2 separate regions of the Mus musculus genome follow, and region 2 is linked to region 1. Evidence: chromatin contacts called from public Hi-C data. All regions are on one chromosome and are shown on one strand. The core of a region is the stretch at or near the end of the contact, and the rest is flanking DNA. Distances in the headings are between cores, read along the strand shown.

Region 1 (3,746 bases), core at 889-3,388:
GTTCTGAAGGAGGTTCCTCCATTAACATTAATTAAGGCCTCTCTGGGCACAAGAAAGCACATCTGTCAGGTAGGGGTTTTTTGGGTTCACCTATCTTGCTATTGCTAACTCTGCAAAGCTGTTGCTTTTGGATTTTGCCTAGATTCTAAAGGAAGCTTTCAATGCCGCAAGGATCAAGGGTAAAGGAACTTCTTGTACCTGAATGGAAGGCTTGGCAAAGTTCTGGAAAGCAGTCCTTTCTCATCTGTGTTTGCCCTTGAGAAGAGAGATGACTGAATTGTATGGAAACAATGTGTTGGCTGCCGCCAAGCACTGCAGTTACCTCTTGCAGAGGCAGTGCCTTCGGAGCTCATAGAGAGGCACTTTTGAGTTAAGGTAGTTATTATGAGTATATGAATCTCATTAGGTGGGCTCAAATGGCACTCCTGATATCCAACCCTTTTGGCTAAGAAACTGGAAAGTTCATATGATTCAATATAATAAATTCAAGAAATTCTCATTTTTAAATGGAAAATAAAAATATAATCTCCTTAGAAAACACGGGAGTCTTTTTTTTCCTCTCCTTATTTCTACACCTCCTCACAGTCCAAAAGCAATTCTGTGTGCACAGGCGCAAGAAATATAGCATAAGGTCATCAGTTTTATCTCTGAGAACCGGATGGAGAGAAATGTGCACATCGTCTCTGTGTGTGAATGCACGTACAGACTGACACATTCCCCATACATGTGTTCATCTCTTTTGGACTTTCAAGATGTACAAAGCAGAAGAATTATGTAGGAAAATTACAAATTTCAAGATAATAAATATTTATTGCTTGCTTAGTAAGGACTGGGGAGAATACAAAGAAGATATGACCAAGAGAGTTGGAAGAGTACAGAAGGAAACAGAGAAGGATGGGAAAGGGATAGATGGTTAGGTGGGTGGGTGGGCGGATAGATAGACAGAGAAAAAGAGACAGAGATGGAGAGACAACAGAGACATAACTCTCCCTGCACATTCTAACAAAGAGACTAGAAGTGCAGCGACTGAGGAGGTCCATGTCCAAGGCCTTTCAGTGAAGCTTAAAGAGCATTGATTTTGACAAGGAAAATTGACAATATAAGGCTTATAATGAAATTTTCTCTGTTTGGACTAATAAGGAGAATAGAAAGAGAACACATGCTCTAATGCTCTAAAGCTGTCCTACGACAAGATACAATGTATCTTTCAATAAAAAGCTAGCTACACGTTCTTCAGTCCTTCCTGTATTTTGTGGCATCTCCAATTTCTTTTCATTTTGTCATTAAAAAGCGATGCGGGAAACGCGTAGCAGGTAAAACCTCCAGGAATGGTTAATGGTTCCTGTCCATTTTGTTTTCTCCTCTGTCCCCTGTCCCACCAACCCGGATCCTTGTGCTGTGAATAAATGACCAAATTTGAATTTGCATTATTATTAGACTAGAGCAAATAAAACTTGTGGTATGTCACAGGACAAAGCCATGTCCCATGTTCTTTACTCATGTTCTTCTTGCCTCCACGCCCACACCTGCTGTGTTCACTGATGGCCCTACAAGGGAAGGATGTCTGTCCTACATGGGAAGGATGTCCTCTATGTTTGAGAGGGAGCCTCAATATCTTTCTGGGAGCCTGAGTATCAGAGGTGACAGATGGGTTTGAAACTAAGAACCAGAAAACAGGAGGTCCAAAGTTCAAACTTGAAAGGTCCAGATGGCCTTCAGGATCCATGAGAGCTGTCACCTCAAAGCTCACCTTAGAGGTGATTGAGCAGGCATCCTCGACAGTGGTGGGCTTTCACGTCTTATCTCATGAAAGCACCCTGAGATCTCTAAGTACTTGTATATCTTCTAATAGATGTCAAGATGGCTGGATGGCAAAGAAATACATTAGAACTACTGGGAAAGTTAGGCCTCATAGTAAACAAACCCTGAACAAGTCTAAATTTAAACTCTTGCAAAGAAAGTCTGGAGAGAATGGAGACCTGCCCTGTGTGTCAGCCCTGCAAATCATAGCAGTTTCCTCTTCTGTAGTCACTGTGAGGTAAGCATTCGGAAACAAAGCCAAGGTAATGAAGGGCATGGCTCACTGCCCCTGCCATGGGTCCTGGCGTGTGGCCTTAAGGCTCTCGGGCCAGGCAGCTCAAAGCCAGGGACATATGGAGCTAATCAGTAATGGAAAGCCTGCTTCTGGGAGCCGAGAGCCCACTCACCAGGGGCCCATCTTAGAGAACACAGGAGTCCTAATATCTCAAATCTGGAGAGCAGGAGTGAAATGTAATCTGATGGATAGATTTTAGCTCGTTATAATCTTCTAGGCTAGTTCACCCAGAACAACCTCGTCCCCCACAAACATCAGATCCCTAAGTATACAGGCAGAGGATCTTAGAGCAAGACTGAAGCGCACAGGCTGTCCTCACGTCCCCCGTGCCTCTCTGCCTTCCACTCTGCTGCATCTGTTTGTTAGCGACAAAGGGAAACTTTATTTTTTGTTCTATGCACTCAGGAATTGGCATAAAACAACTAAAACAGTTAAGCTGACAGGGGCTTACTTTTGTTCTGAGTTTTGAACAAGTACCAACATAAAAGCAGTAGCTGTTTCCTGGACCACGATTACTCTATAATGAAGATGGCACAGACCAACAAGAAACCTGGGAACCCAGAAACAGAGCCCAAAACAGAACTCCAGCACCTGGCTCAGAACCTTCTCTCGCTGATATATAGCAGGGAGACTAAGTCAGAAGAAGGGGTATTTGTGGTTTTTCTCTATGGAGTATCATAAACGAACTCCTCTAATAAGAAGTATGTCGGCATTGCCTTCCACAGTGTTGGCCCACGAGTTCCCAGTCTTTGAATCGCCACAAAATCTTGAGTCAAATACTCTGTGGTTACTGACACAGACCTCTGAGGTGGGGACACCCTCACAGATCATTACCACTATGAGTTGGGGGTAAGTAGTTTGCTTGCAGAGTTCCAATGGCTTATTTCTGCCTGGCTGTACTGCCTGTTATATAAGCAAATCTTAGGCTGGAGGAACAGAGGCAGGATCGATAGCAGTTAAATTGAATCCAGTGCTGCCACAGCTACGTTTACTACCCAAGGCCATGAAGGGACGGGGTGGAGATTAACAAACAGACAGAGGGCTCATTACTCTATACTTTAATTACCAAATAACCTAAATCAGCAATAATTTTATCCCTGTGTATTAAAAAGCAACATGCTACTATTGAAATAGTATTACACAATCAGACTTAATTTTAGAAACTATGTTTCTATCATATTTTCTAATCCATGCAAACCCCACATCCTTAGTATATTCTCTTCTCTAAAATTCTTTGTCTAAAAAAAGAAAATCTTCATTTAAGAATGTGTAATTGTTAAAGACAAAGGAAGTCAGTAGATGACAGATATTCTAAAACACAGAACCAAGTCAAGCATTCATAATTAAGAGTACGAGCGAGGCAAAACTGTTGAATGGATGCATAAAACTTAACAAGTTTAAACACCACTGTTAAAAGTTAATATTCATCATCAAGTAGACTGAAATCGTAGGTGATCTTTCATCCCTGAGCCCCCATCACTGCAGAAATTGGAAGTGAGGGTGCACAGATCATGTAATCTTGTTACTTAGTGTAACCACATGGACTTATTCTGTTGCTGTTCCTGTTATATTGTACACAAATAGTCACAATTCTATACACAGGATGGGAGCAGCATAGCTCTGTTAAGTCTTTTCTATGTTTTCAGCATTC
Region 2 (3,706 bases), core at 549-3,048, 210 kb after region 1:
CTTTGTGATGTTTTTGTACCATGAATCTCTATCCTACTCCTTCTCTAAACACTCAGCCAGCCACATTGACTTCCTCCCTCTGAAGAGACGGAACTGTGGGGAAAGAACCCTCTGGTCAAGGCAGCCTGTCTTCCGTGTCGTTAGCAGGGTTAGTTAAGGCCGACCGCTGTCTTTGTACTGCAGGAGGGACTCACCTTTCAACAGTGAAATTTGGAAGATGTTAGTAAAGACAAAGGAGAAGTATCGCTTCACACTTATACAAATGCTGGGGCTCTGAACAGAGACCTGAGTCCTCTTCTTCGTTCTTTCCCTGCTTTAGGAAGTGGCAGGTCCCGTGGGAGGATAGATGGAAGCATCTGAGGACTTGCTAAGCCAGGGAGAAGTTTGGACTTGTAGGAAGAACTCAAGCTAAAAATGGAGCAGCCGGTCAAAGCTGTCTGTCCTTCCTTCACTTCTTCAAGAACTGTACAGAGGAAATGAAGAGAAAGGGTCCCCATACACCCGTGCTCCAGGAACTAACACTGCAGACAACCATAGACCTCTGCTGTCTACAGAAAGTTCCAAAGGACACACGCTAATGAGCTTCACTAATCATCCATTATCCGTCATTCATTTATTTTCCACAGTTGCTTCCCTGAGAGATCCAAAGCCTGTTCTCTTTACCTTGTCACTTCTCTGAAAAGGTGCAGGAGATGCTCTCTCAAAACCAGAATTTAACATCACCTCCTTGACAGCCACTCATTCTGTCAATGTCTCCTGGCATTGGTGTGTTTTCCTCTTGTTAATTGGCCTTTGCACCTAGGAAAAGGTTTGAAACTAAGAGCCTACAGTGTTAAGGGAAGACATATAATAGTGTATATGTATTATACACTATCCACTGTGGCAGTTTGGAAGAAGATTGGAAGTTGATTTTGTGTGCTGAATCCTGCTTTTTCGTTCAGGGTGTAAGATATATCCTTACTATGACATAACAAGTTGAACTTCAGATGCAAACCCTGGTTTGTCTGATGTAAAGCCTGCATTCTTACCCAACCCTCTTAGCTTTCAACTCCAGTATAACCAAATCACCGGCTAGATGATAAGATATAAAGAAGCAGAAGTTGTCAGGCTTAGACATCATAGTCCTTCGGTAGGTAATACATATTGTCTTCATAGTTCAGCAGTTCTAAACAATGGGGGCTTTAGTGTATGTTTCCTGTGGATGGTGCAGACGTAGCCCCGAGTACGGAAAGATCATTGCTAGGTGCTCCAGGGACAGGTAACACCTGCTGTCCGGGGTTCATAAGCTTGTTGTTAAAGTGTCTCTCTGAGTGACATTTTGCTCATTTGCAACATTTTAGAAGTAGACACTCATCTCTGAACAGAAACTTGGCTCGCACGTATAAAATAAGTACAGTTTGACCACCACAGAAACCACTCCCAATGAAGAGACAACCTTTTTAGGCATGAAAAGTGTTTTGAGGAGAAGATGATTTGAGTTAGGGAATGAATAGACATCATTAGCAACTTATCTTTGGAATCAATATAATACATTATACATTAAACAGTACAAGAGAACGTATGATGCCATACACCACGGAAGGCAGAATGTATGAGCACTAACCCATTTAGTCCTTATGAAGGCTCACGTGGCAGTTACTGCTGTGACTTAAACAATGGGAATGGGAGCAGAGTATAAAGCAGAGAAACTTGCCTGAGATCTGATAAATGTGTTATCAACAAGGACTAGCTTGAAACCATCTCCATCCACTGCAACGCTCTCAATCCCAGCTGTCACAATTATCACTAATAACACAGTGTTGTTACACAGACTTGTTGTGACACAGCCACTGAGAGGGTGTGACACAACCCAGTTCTGGACACAGTACAGTGGGATCTTGCTTCATCTCCTCACCATCTGCTGAGCCCTGGGAGCTTCTCATATCCAATGCTGGACAGCTACTCTTTGGAACCTAGCAGTGGAAATGGTCCCTCTGCTCTCACTGTGTGAAGACAGACTAGGAAGAAGAAATAACTCCAGGTCTTTAAGACTGAAAGAAAAAGTAGCCCCACTTATTTAGAAGGAATGGTACCCTTGGCATGGTCTGTGGTATAAAAGGAACCGAGAAAGCCTCACAGGAAGGACAATGAATGGGATATTTTGGGCTAAGTGGAATGTGATAAAAAGCGTGACACATTTTCAGGATGGCCCAACCCAGGTGGTTCTGGCAATAAAGTGAAAATATTCTTTCTGAAGCTGTTGGGCATTGCCTGCGGGGTTTTAAGGGGTGGCGGGGGGGGGGGGGGAGAGGCTTGACAGAGCTCTTGTAAAATGGATGAGTCACAAGGGCTTTGTTAACCTGCAGAATTTTAGGGGGAAAAAAACCTCTTGGTGGCGCTCTTGTGAAATGACTTGGGCATAGAGGCTCTGACTTTGGAAATGGAACCATCTCCTGGAGGATTAAATCCTCAGAGGTGCTACTGGGAAGCTGTGGAGACCTGTGTTGCTCCAGGTTGAAGGGAGCCTGCCACCAAAGGTATGTTCCCTCTGCTTCCTTCCCCTCCCCTGTCTTTCCTATCCTTCCTATCTGTCTGTCTGTCTGCCTATCATCATCTATCTATCATCTATCTATATACTTATCATAATCTGTCATCTATTTATCATCTACTTATTTCTATTATTTATTATCTATCAATCATCTTCTGTCTTTTCTCCTCTCTCTCTCTCTCTCTCTCTCTCTCTCTCTCTCTCTCTCTCTCTCTCTCATCTCTATCTTTTCTTGACCACCACAATCTCATGAACTTTAATCCATAATGTCCTTTGTAGAAGTTCTGCCTTGACACAAGCCCACAGCAAGGAGGAGGTAGCCAATCATGGGATAAAACTTACAAAACCAGGAACCCAAAGGCCTCCCACCCCATCAAGTCTTCTTCTTCAGGTGCTTCGTCTCACTGATACAAAAGCAAAAGCAAAACCAACCAACCAAACAACAACAACAACAACAAATACCCAATCTAGATATTTTCTCTAAATCCACATAGCACACAATGAACAAGGGAGTTTCATTTTATTTGACAAACGAACTGAGCTTTTCATGAATTGATTAAAATGTCCTGCTTTCATAAGCAGCTTCCAGATACGATGAAATAAAAAAAAAAAAACAATTTAAGAAATATTGTGTGCACAGCAATCCCATTTTAGAAATACACATCATGATTGTGCCCACTCTCATCACAACAGGTTAAACCAGAACGAGTTTGATACTGTTCCTAATCTTCACTTTTGGATGTTTTAGTTTTTTAAGTGTATGAATATTCAGCCTGCATGTGTGTATGTATGTGTACCATGCGAGTGCAGTGCCTTCAGAGGCCAGAACAGTCCATCGGATCTCCTGGAGCTGAGAACTGAACCTGGATCATCTAGAAGAGTAGTAAGCACTTTTCACCACTGAGCCATCTCCCCGGAACCTACTCCTACTCATCAATCAAGCAATGGCCACCGTGACTCCTGACTAACCATGAGGCCATTTGCTGAAGCGTTCTCCAGGTAAAGAGGCAACTTCGTGTTCTAACTGCAAGACTCAATATGAATCATGCAGTAAACCCTAGATTTAAGATGCTGAAAATTTAATTATTTTAGATGAACTTTGAAGGTTTTACAACGAAAGGGTCTCATGAGGATTAGGATAATGTGTATCTGTGTATAGCCTATGGCATTCTTCCATGG

What was found. Hi-C and Micro-C count contacts between places; a contact is called where the count stands out from the background.
Region 2: a contact with region 1 is called in a Hi-C map of cerebellum, with 1.8 times the contacts expected there. The contact joins two enhancer-like sites. A contact is called at or near these places in 3 of 15 datasets of contacts at CTCF or cohesin (embryonic stem cells and stem cell-derived epiblast-like cells), 45 of 484 Hi-C or Micro-C datasets (the G1E-ER4 cell line, the HL-1 cell line, cerebellar granule neurons and 16 more), 4 of 115 datasets of contacts at active chromatin or transcription factors (embryonic stem cells, epiblast stem cells and extraembryonic endoderm stem cells) and 1 of 9 other capture datasets (embryonic stem cells).

What each region holds. Positions count from the first base shown.
Region 1 is chr8:9,244,078-9,247,823 of GRCm38.p6, forward strand. The region is part of intron 1 of Fam155a (family with sequence similarity 155, member A); the gene reads right to left. Among named protein-coding and RNA genes, the nearest start is that of Gm39128, 78 kb to the left of the region's middle. Within about 2 kb of position 2,139, at least 1 of the 459 cell types and tissues checked has an H3K27ac peak or open chromatin away from gene starts, as enhancers often do. A contact at or near this core is called in cerebellum, where this site is marked.
Region 2 is chr8:9,458,988-9,462,693 of GRCm38.p6, forward strand. All of the region lies in intron 1 of Fam155a (family with sequence similarity 155, member A), which reads right to left. Among named protein-coding and RNA genes, the nearest start is that of Gm39128, 290 kb to the left of the region's middle. Within about 2 kb of position 1,799, at least 7 of the 459 cell types and tissues checked have an H3K27ac peak or open chromatin away from gene starts, as enhancers often do. A contact at or near this core is called in cerebellum, where this site is marked.